Regions from separate parts of the Sus scrofa genome. Here region 2 is linked to region 1. A link is a contact called in public Hi-C data. All regions are on one chromosome and are shown on one strand. The core of a region is the stretch at or near the end of the contact, and the rest is flanking DNA. Distances in the headings are between cores, read along the strand shown. Region 1 overlaps CD101 (immunoglobulin superfamily member 2). Region 2 has its middle 25 kb from the start of CD2.

Region 1 (5,336 bases), core at 677-3,176:
TCATCAACTTATAGCATCTAATGATGCCCAAGGATGGACCCCTGAGATACACCGCCATTTATCAGGGGACAGCAGAAGAGGAACCTGAGAAGGAGAACAGAAGGAGTGGCCTAGAAATAGGAGGAGGACCGGGGTGTGGTGGTATCATAGCAACCAAAGGCCGGGAGAGCATCAAGAGGGCGAGAGAGCCAACAGACTCAACTAGTGCAAAGAGGCCAATTAAGATAAAAGTGGGGAGCTATCCTTTGGGTTTAACAATACAGGGCAATTACAGGAAAGCAGTGAGAAAAGTTCGACTGCAATGAGAGAGTGGACACATGAAATCCAGGTTACGCTTTCGAGAGCTTTGATGTAAGGGGAAAGAGGGAAGATAAGAACAGATGGCAAGAGGTGCTGTGAAGCTTGGCTTTGTTCTGTTCTGGCTTGAAGATGGTAGGGACTTGAGCACGTTTACATTCTAGAGGGAAAAGAGCCAGTGGAGAGAAAGAAGAGGAAGATTAGAAGAGAAAGATGTGACTGACATCTTGAATGAACTTTTTACCTCCTGATTGGAAGGCTCCTTCATGTTACCTGCCCCCGATCAACACCTACTAATCCTTCCCCCACCGACTTAACTGCTGCTTTCTCAGTGACTTAGTCTCTTCATACCTGTCTAACATCCATCACCAGGCAAAAGTGGTGAGTGTCTTGTTCTCAGCATCAGCACAGTGCCTGGCACATGGAACATGCTCAAATATTCACTGAATCACAGTGTAATTGCCCTCCCGAGAAGGGCCAGCTCTATGTCTTGACAAAATCCAGGTCAGATATAATAGGCTCTCAGTTCTCACTTCTCAAAGGGTTTCCCGCCACCTCTATTCGACAACCCCAGGTTGGGTTAGTTTAGGGCTACGTCATAGGACTGTGAAGCATGTGGCTCATGCGAAGGCAGAAAAGTTGAGAGATATTTCCTTGGCAGAATTTACCTTGCGTTGTCTTTGCTCTCTTGCTTCCTTAGCTATGACTGAGCCAAAGCAGAGGTCCTGGCTATTTGAGTCTTTTAAAATCTCATTCTAGAGAATTCTCTGTGATTAATTAATAGGCAAGGTTATAAAGCTGTTAGGGTGCGGAATTAGTTGTCGTAATACGGTCTTTGTTACTAATTCCCAGCTTGTATTTGGATACGGATGTAATTAGAAAGTAGATCCTCGAAGGAGATATGGACCCCATCACACTAACATTTCTGGAGAGAACACGCCATTTGTCGACGCACCCCGGTGCCTCAACAAGGCCTGGCGCATAGCACGCAGCTCAGCAAATGCCTGAGGAATAAGTGCGTCTTCAATGGAGTTGAAACCAGTGGTGCCAGGGGTTCATTTATTCTGGGATGCACTTGTGTCCGGTTCCCTAACCCTGCTTTCATTTCTTGGCAGGAACCACCCCTCCCACATGGCCATACCTGGCACCGTCAGTTGCCCAAGTGTGGGTGGGGGTTGGAGGGGGTGGTAGTTGGTACTCCCCCCCAACATCCTCTACCTTCTTCTAAAGTCAGTGTTTCTATGGAAATATCAGAAGGGGGTGCTCCTTGTGATGTGTTTGGCTGTGGGAGGAAGCAAGTGACAAACTAAACCTTGTGATGAAGGGCTCTCATTACGGTTTTGGCTCTGCCTTCCAAGCCTTGTATTTTGAGCACTGGGCACTTCCTCGGATTGATTCAAAATGCCAGACCTTAATGGTTTTGATTGTCCTTAATGCTAATCCAGATAGGGGGAGAGGCAGATGGTGGGAATGGCGACTGTGGGATCCAGAGCAAACACTGCCCTCCCGGGAGAGGTCATTCAGAAGCACTGGAGCTGACAGTTTCTAGCTGTGGGCCAGTTCAGCACCGCGCCGCATGAAGGGCACACTTTGTCACCCTTTGATGGCAGATTGCTCTAAGTGGAGCAGCCTCCTCCCCATTTAGGTAGTCATGCCCTCTGGCAGTCCCTTCCCGCTACAGGTTAGAGTCTTTGTGGCAGAAAATCTACCTCCTCTGTACTGGCCCCATCTCCCCATCCTCTCTCCATCACCCTAGCAACGGGGACCCGTGGGTGCCTCGGACTCTTACCTCCCAGTTCTCTGCTTCCCATGACGGTGATAGGAAGCCAGAGCCTCCTAAGTAATCATTCGACTCTCAGCTGAATGTCACCTTGCCCCGAGGCAGAGAGATCAGAGATTTAAGGCTGAGACTTGGGCTCTGGAAGAACTCGGCCAAGCCTTCACCCTGCTGAGGAATCAGCAGGTCCAGCCCTGCTTTCTGCCTGGTCTCCTGGGGAAACGTTGCCTGTGGTTTTCCTAACCTTCTCAGTAGCATTCTAGCTGATATTTATTCTTTGCTGGAACTCAGCATGTGCGCTAGGCACTGTTTAATGCTTCATTAGGCATTATCTCTTCATGACTCTAGAAATTATTATCTGTATTTGATGGACAAGGAAACTAACGATTAGAGAGGATGAGAAACTTGTCCAAAGTCCGTCATGGTAAGTGGAAGAGCCAGAACTTGAACCCAGCTCTCTTTGAGACACAGCAGGTGCTGAATCCCTATTCTGTACACTAGCAGCGTGAGGGAAGGCCAGAATTCTTACCCACCGGTCTCTATAGCACCAGCCTCCTTGAGCATAGCTTTCAAACATATTCAGATAAGGCCTGGGAGAACTACTGGAGTCGAGCGGGGCCTTGGAGAGTAGGGTCAGGTAGGATGTGGAGAGGATGTGAGAAAGAATGAAAAATCTAGCCCACTTTTTCAAAACAAAAACCATACAAAGAAAAGAAAATAAACCAAAAACAAACTTAGGGTGGAGAATCTAAATGAGATCAGAGAAAATCCAGGCAACAAACCCCTGTCGCTCCTTTTGCCAGCCCTGTTCTGAGCCACCAGCCCAAGGCTCAGTGCCAGCCTTTATTCTGGGTAACACGATGGCAAGCACCTCTGGGTTCCTGTGTGTGCAAATCACTCATGCAATTGATCCATTCTTTGGTTTCCATGGATGACCTATGAACAAAGTGCTGCACAGAGGAAGAAGATGCCCAAGACATAGGCCCTCTCCTCCAGGAGTTGATAATGCAGGGCCCAGGTTTAGATTCTTTGACTTCCAACACGGATGTTCTGCAAGGTGCAGAAGGCATCAGCAGTGCCAGAAACGGAATTCGGGCGACACGAGGTTGGCACATGGACCTCCAAACCTGTTATCTTCATGTCTAAGCCTCCTGTCATCCCACGACTCCTGTAGCTGAACCTCTGAAGAAGAAACTGCTTACGTCATTACAATTTTCCTATAAAAGCACAGCTCCTTATTCGCCTCAGATTTTTCAGAACCGCCCTGATTTCCAAATATCCTGTCATCAATAAATGTAGCCAGAAGAGTACATTTAGCAGTTGATGTCGTTTAAAGCATCTAGAGACCGTAAATCCCTGTCCTTCTACTGGTAACTCCAGATGCTGCTTCCTGGAGCCTGTGGTGTGTGCGGCCCCCTCCCCTTTGCTTCCCCGGCTGTGTGGCCAGGAACCACTCGGGAGCCCTAGTGCGTGCTCTCCTGTCTGTGTGCGGAGAGCGCTTCCCTGTGGATTGCAGCTGCCAAGGGCTTCAGCATGCTTTTTATAGTAGCCCAGACGTTGCCCATGTGGTTGCAGTCCATCGATCGGGTTTAATTCAGATCAGCAAACTGGTCAAGCACAGGTGCTGGGCACTGCAGGGGCTATAGAAACAAAGGACACCATCAGACATCCGCAAGTCACTGTGATGACAGAGACGCTTAAAAGGGAGTGAAAGAGGTCTAAACAAAGGCGTGTGTGAGAAGAGGATAGAAAGAGGCAAAAAACTGTGCCTGAGGCAAGGTAGGAAGGCCAGTGTGCTGGGGAACGAGACCAGCAGGACCCAGAGGCAACAGGGAGAGAAGCGGGGGAGGGACTGAGTGGGCTGGTTCCCCGGGGGGGCGGCGCAAGACCAATGTGGAAATTCGGGAAGGGATGGTGCTTCTTCCATGTACATGCTGCTGCTGCTGCTGCTGGGTGTGTGTGTGTGTGTGTGTCAGAAGCAGCAGAGGGAATAACTCAGTTAAAAATTCAGGACTGGCAACAGAGTTGGGAACGAGGGTTGAATTATAGATATCTTTTCTGGGGAGAGAAGATTAAAGGAGAGGTTTTCTTTTTTGTTTTGTTTTTCTTCCTGGCTGTTAGTTTTAAGTAGGTCATCTGAACCTCGGGTGGGTGGAAATTGCTGGGCGAGGGGGAGTCAGGCTGGGAGAGGCCAGCCAGGCGCGGGCTCCTCCCCGGCGCCCTTTCCTTTGCTCCTCACGTGTGATTTAAGGGGCCCACTGCTGTTGGGCTCCGTTATTTTTGCATATATTTGCCTGTAACAATAAATCCCAGAAGCGTGTATAATTGATGAGTACAAATAAGCTGGAGACTAATTATTCTCTTTATGTCCCTCCTTTTTGTTGCAGCACCCACATTGCCTTCCAGGATCTGCTCGTCGGCCCCTTTCCTCTATTTCCTATTCATCCTCCCCTTCCTGATGCTCCTCCTTCTGCTCCTCTCCCTCCTCTGCCTGTACCGCAAGGCCAAGAAGGTGTCCGCTCTGCGTCTAAATGCACAGAAAGAAAAGGCCCTCTGGGTGCCCTTGAAAGGGGCTGGAGGCAGGACCCCACACGGGATGGCAGAGGATGAAGCCTGTTAAATCCCGAGAGATGCCGGCAGCCCCACGGAAAGTGTGCGGGCTCTGGAATGGGACTGACCAGCCTGTGAGCGCCCTCTGGCTCTGTCCTTCTTGGAGCCTGTGGCCTGAGGCAAGTGACCCAGGGCTCAGCGGGAATGTTTCCGGAGCGCGTTTGTGGTGCCAAGCCCTGTTCCATGTCTCTTTGCCTGTCACCTCAGCTACCCCTTGCATCCCCCTAAGGAGCGAGGAGCTGGCACCTCACCCCGTTTACACTGTCACATCTCCCCCTCTATAAGATCTCACGGAACCCCTCGCACAGCCACTGGGGGTTCAGTGAGCTCTCAGGGCAGAGCCCAGGGCGAGCCTGCCCTCTGTCCTCCTCCTAGGTCACCGATTCCCAGAAGAACCCCCAGTGGTCTGGCCACACTGGCTCTAGGGGACCTTGTGCCTTCAGATAAGAGGCGGAGGAAAGGCCCTGATGTCAGCACTTGGGAATCTGCCCTTCATTGACGTCCAGTCTGCCTCCCGCCACTGGACTCTGACTTCCTTGGAGGCAAAAACCTCCCTTTCTCTCCCGCCGCATCTCCATTCCATCTCTAAATGCCACTCCAGAGCGAGCCCTGCATGGCAGGTGCTTGATCAATATTGGTTCTTTATTTTTAT
Region 2 (5,938 bases), core at 2,734-5,233, 250 kb before region 1:
TGTGTCTTCGACCTACATACACCACAGTTCATGGCAACGCTGGATCCTTAATCCACTGAGTGAGGCCATGGATCAAACCCACAACCTCATGGTTCCTTGTGGGATTCGTTTCTGCTGTACCACAACGGGAACTCCAACACTAATACATTTTTAAGACTGAAATTTTATGTTTCTTGAAAATATAAAAAAGAAAATTGGTGCAAGAAGAAATACAAAACTTGAATAAACTGTGAGCTATTAAAGAAACTGATATATTATCAGAGGTCTCACTCTAAAAAAAAAAAAAAAGCTCTTGTATTTTTACAGGTGACTTTTATGAAATGTCCATGGAGCATTAATTTCTACCTTATACAAGTGATTTAAGAAAACAAAGTGTGAAAACTGCCCAGGTCAATTTTTGAGGTTAAAATAATCCTGATTCCAAAACTGAGTAAGATTAATATAGAAAGGAAAGTGTGAGTTCATTTCACTTATGAATGTAGATTTTAAAATTCTAGATGAAATTTAACAAAGCCAACGTTATATTTTTAAAAATATGGTCAAGTAGAGTTTATCCAACAAATGCAGGGAAACATCAACATAAAAATAATCTGTCAATAAAATTACTAAAAAGCTGAAAGGAGAAAAATCATGATTATATTAGTGTATGAAAAAAAACACCAAAACATTTGGTTAAAAGCCTTGGTATTAGTAGGAGTAGAAGATCCAGCCATGGTTGCTAATTGGTCTACTTCTAATGATAAAAGTTGACCTTGACATTGTTGCCAAGGTAAAGACTACATCTCCCATCCATCCTTGCTACTAGATGTGGCCAAGTATTTAGCTGTAGTCAAAAGGATGTGTTTTGAGCCATCTGGCAGTGCAGTCAAATGAAGGATTCACACAGCATTTGACTGACCAGTCCATCTCTGGATGTATGTATCTTAGAGAAATACCTGCACAAGCCCATTATAGCTGTTCTTACAAAGAACTGGACTATAGGTAACCTGATGGTGACCAAGAGAATGGATAAGTAAAATATGGTGCTTATGTAGAATTTTATGCAATCAACAACAAATTGAATGAGTACACAGCAACAAAGAGACATCTTAAAAACAGTACTGCTAACGATAAGCGTTTGCCAAGGGAGACCAATTATAAAGGAATAGATGAGGGAATTCTCTATGATGATGCAACAATTTAGTATTTTCAGTGTAGTAATTACACAAATCTGTACATAGGACTCAACTTCATAGAACTACACACACATACAGTCCATGTGTTCCTGTGAAGACCAAATAAAATCTGTGATTCAGTCAACGTGATTGTGTTAATATCTACTTCCTGGTTTTGATATTGTAATACTGTTATAAAAGATGCCATCATTGGAGAAAGCTGGGTGAGGGATTTCCTGGACTCTAGGTACTGTTTTGTAACTTTCTACGAATCTATAATTATTTTACCAAAGGAAAAAAAAAACTGAAAGGAAAATTGGGGTGGGTAGGTCTATTGACTATTCCAGAACAATGAGACATTTTTTGCAGATCTAAGACTAAATGAGAAACCAAAAGTCAGGCCAGCAAAAACCATCCATACAAATATGAGACAATCAGAGTCTGGAAACAACTGCAGAACTAAGGGCAAAGATGTTAGGATGCCATTAGGTCTTTGCTCTCCTGCTGTAATTTCATTTCCTGCCCGAGAACGTTATGATATACTTGTGTGGCATAAGGTTTATATTTGGCTTGTAGGTATGAGATTGTGGAGAGTCTGGTGCTCAGACGTGAATGCTCTGCTCTCTTTATTACAGCAGTGAATAAATGGTAATCTTAAAAAAATGTTATAAAATATCAGTGCTGCCTAAGAGCCATCTTATTTCCATGTCCTCTAAGAAAAGGCTCAACTCTTCACTGAAGTTTTTTTTTTTTTTTTTTTTTGGCTGCGCCCACAGCTTGTGAAAGTTCCTGGGCCAGGGATCAAATCTGTGCCACAGAAGTGACCTGAGCGAAAGTAGTGACAACACCGGATCCTTAACCTGCTGAGCCACCAGGGAACTCCTTTACTGCCATTTTTAGAAGCACTTCCCAAGCTGACTTCTCCCTGTCTCTCAAGCATCTCCTCACATCTACCCCTTCACTAAGTTCTAGGCATATGAACTTTATTCGGTTCTTTAAATATCTTTACACTCTCACTTCCAGGCCTTTGCATATGCCAGCCCTGCCACTTTATTTGGCTAACTTTCATTTGTCCAGATTAAGTATCACTCTTCTTACCTACAACTGCAACCATGTTCCCTAACAAACTGGAGTTCTAGCCCCTCCCCCTGAACTCCTCACAGCACCACCCGATTGTCCCCTTTTACAACCTTCCCAACATTTTAGAGCAGTCACATGCTCAATGCTGCCTTTTTGTGCCAGGCTATGTGCCCTGGGTCTCTCTTGTTTGCCTCAGAGTCACCAGTACCTAGTATGGTGCCTGAAACATAGTGGGTGCTCAATAAATATTTTTAAATAAATTGATTCATTTAATCTTTAAAATACTTTTGCCCCAGATACGACTGGTTCAGGAGTCAGAGGCTTGCTTCAAGAGCCATATCCCTGGAGTTCCCGTCGTGGCGCAGCGGTTAACGAATCCAACTAGGAACCATGAGGTTGCAGGTTCGATCTCTGGTCTCCCTCAGTGGGTTAAGGATCGTCGTTGCCGTGAACCATGGTGTAGGTCGCAGACGCGGCTCGGATCCTACAACTGTGGCTGTGGCGTAGGCCGGTAGCTACAGCTCCGATTAGATCCCTAACCTGGGAACCTCTATATGCTGTGGGTTCAGCCCTAGAAAAGACCAAAAAAAAAAAAAAAAAAAGGCCACATACAGCATAATCAATGTATAAGTTCTTCTCACATCAGGAACAGGATGGGACAGTGCTGTGTCCACAGGTGAGGAGATGACCAGGACCAACCACAAGAAGTGAGCAGGTGGCAGCCAGTGACGAGCCTGGGGACCCAAGACAGATACCCCACTCACGTTACCTGATGCCACATGGAGTGAGCTTGAAAAACTAGGGAAGCATTTTCTAGAAAACAAAAATGTCAGTATGAAAACTTTAATCTTTTCACAAACAGTAGACTGAAAGTAGGTTCTCAAAAGGCAGTGGGAAAAGGCAGGTGGTCTGAGGGGTGGATTTCCTGCCAGAGAGCAGCCCACAGAGACTCTAGCTGCTTCACTTTGTTGCTGCTTCAAGGTCAGGCCATTGACTTGAAGATGCTGTTCAGGCAAAGCTGGTAACATATGCCTCAAGACTTAAGTGCTAACATTAGCAACTGCCTGATGACACCAGAATTATCTGAAGTAAGATGGCTAGATGTTTAAATGAAAAGATCCCAGGGAGTTCCCATCGTGGCACAGTGGTTAACAAATCCAACTAGGAACCATGAGGTTGTGGGTTCGATCCCTGGCCTTGCTCAGTGGGTTAAGGATCGGCATTGCTGTGAACTGTGGTGTAGGTCACAGATGTGGCTCGGATCCTACACTGCTGTGGCTCTGACATAGGCCGGCGGCTACAGCTCTGATTCAATCCTAGCCTGGGAACTTCCATATGCCATGGGTGCGGCCCTAGAAAAGGCAAAAAGACAAAAAAGAAAAAAGAAAGATCCCACATTAATGTGTCCACCGGGGAGGCAAGCCCTGACAGGAAAAGGCAAGCTATCTGTGACCTAGACGGATCACTGGGTCAACACCTGCCCTCACAGAGCTGATAAAGGGATTCACTGTGACTACTGGTTACTCAGAGAAACACATTTCCCTAGGAATGTGAGGGGAACAAGAAACAGCAAACATTCCTGCTGAGGGAATAGCCCTGTCATCAGTGTGTAATACCATGCCCCTCCCTGGGCAGGGGTCTTCTGTGAAGCTTTAAGAAGGTAGAAGTCCCTTGTATGCTTCAGAGATCCATGTTGAAGGGCTAGGCCCAAAGAGAGCCTGCCAGTGTGCCTTCTGGCAGGCCAGGACGCCCCACTGCCTCACCACCACCAGGTGGCTCCCATCCCATCTGCTGATAACTGAAATCCCACTGGTAAAGAGTTTTTCAATGAGAAGCGTTGACAACCTGAGAACTCAAAGCTACTGTCAGCCTGGCCAATGATTTCAGGATGAATGTTGTGGCTTTCTAATGATTAAGGAGCCATGCCAGTTTCATCACTGACATGCTTTTATTCAGTAATGTAGATATTCCAGATTTGTGGTGGTTTTTTTTTTTTTTTTTTTTTTTTTTTTTGCTTTTTAGGGCCGCACCTGCAGCATATGGAAGTTCCCAGGCTAGGGGTGGAATCAGAGCTGCAGCTTCCAGCTTATACCACAGCCACAGCAACATGGGATCAGAGTCACCTCTGCGACCTACACCACAGCTCATGGCAACACCGAATCCTTAACCCACTCTGCGAGGCCAGGGATCAAACCCACATCCTCATGGATCCCAGTTGGGTTTGTTTCTGCTGTACCACAACAGGAACTCCTCATATTCCAGATCTTAAGGTTGCACTTTTCTATTTTTCATTTTCATTTCAACGGGAAGCAGATGGGACCGGTGCATGCTTATTTTTCCTGAGTGCGGGGAAAGCCACTCACCTCTGAGCCCTGTTAGAATGCACGTCCTCCCAGAAGAGCAGCCTTCTTGTGTGGGAAGGGCATGTTGGCACTGCGAGCTGGGGGTCTGAAAATAGCAGAATGAGACTGGGGGACCTAGTGTGTAGATTAGGGGGAGGAGAGTCAGTGGGGAGGGGAGTGGGGCAACTCTGCCCTCTCTGAACTCTGCCTGAGGCCAGCTGTGCTCAGAGCATACCAGGCCTCAGGGCCCGGCACAGAGGAATGGCGCCCAGGCGGACAGGACCGCTGGCCTTGGCACTCCAAGCAGCTGTCAGGCCCATGGTGCCCCACTGGGCCTCCAAGAGCTGCCCTGAAAGCGAAAGGGGAATCTTTGCCCTGCTAAGGAGGAAAGTCCCCTGTAGGAGAAGGGAAAGTATTTCCTCAACCCAGAGCCCAGGGGCAGAATCTGGGGAAGAGGCCAGAGGAGCCTTGCTCAGCAGAAGCCATCCTCCAGGGAGCTCTCCTCGGGAGATTCCCCAGGGGGCCCCTCAGGGGGTGTCTCCTCAGTGGAGATTCTGGGGTGAGCTGGGCACTTCTGGAAGGGTGCTGAGGGGAGCTCTTCTCAGGGGGAGCAGTCCTGAGGGGGCACTCTCCACAGGGAACTTTCTTTTCCCTCTACCCTCCCTGTCCTGTGGGTTCTGGCAGCTTCTCGGAGCCTCATCTGTTTCTGCTTCCTCTCAGGACAGGATCCCACACCATCATTTACTCCTCACTGAAAATGCAGTCACACACATCCCCCTCAGCAGGCCAAGTGCAATTTATGGAGAAGCCTGGTGCCCTTGAGGAATTTCAGCAAGTGTGCGAGGAACAGGGCAGGGACTGTCTCAGAGCCCTTTTCCTTGTACTTGCTCAAGCCATGCTATGCTTGTGGCTGGTCCTGGAGTGTGGCATCTCTTTAGGGCTCCTAGAGAGGCTGGGGACGGATAACCAGCCCTCTCTTCTGCCTGCTGTCCTGAGATGTGGGAGCACCTGGCTTGGGGCTCTGCACAATGAACTGTTATAACTTCAGCCCAGGAATCTGAACCCCTGAGTTGTTAAGGGCTCTCAAGAGCATCCACAATAAGAGCATGCGATACAGTGAAGGTGTGGAGGGATAGCCCTGTGACTGCTCGAATATGACCAGACTTTGCAGAGTGGATAAGGAGGGCAACAGAGTGAAGAATGAGACAATTCCGGGGGTTTTTTTTGTTTGGGTTTTTTTTTTTTTTTGAGGCCACACCTGTGGCATGAGGAAGTTCCAAGGCTAGTGATGGAACCCATGCCACAGCAATGACCTGAGTCACAGTGTGACAATACCAGATCTTTAACCTACTGAGCCACCAG

The links. Hi-C and Micro-C count contacts between places; a contact is called where the count stands out from the background.
Region 2: a contact with region 1 is called in a Hi-C map of omental adipose tissue, with 2.2 times the contacts expected there. A contact is called at or near these places in 15 of 47 Hi-C or Micro-C datasets (brain, embryonic fibroblasts, fetal heart ventricle and 10 more).

Annotation. Positions count from the first base shown.
Region 1 is chr4:103,696,286-103,701,621 of Sscrofa11.1, reverse strand. It overlaps CD101 (immunoglobulin superfamily member 2), which reads left to right. Exons shown (of 9, transcript XM_001927700.6): 9 at 4,462-5,336. The coding sequence ends at 4,694. It overlaps LOC110260337 (a long non-coding RNA gene), which reads right to left. Exons shown (of 2, transcript XR_002343470.1): 2 at 2,865-3,714. Among named protein-coding and RNA genes, the nearest start is that of TTF2, 22 kb to the right of the region's middle.
Region 2 is chr4:103,948,771-103,954,708 of Sscrofa11.1, reverse strand. No RefSeq gene overlaps it. Among named protein-coding and RNA genes, the nearest start is that of CD2, 25 kb to the left of the region's middle.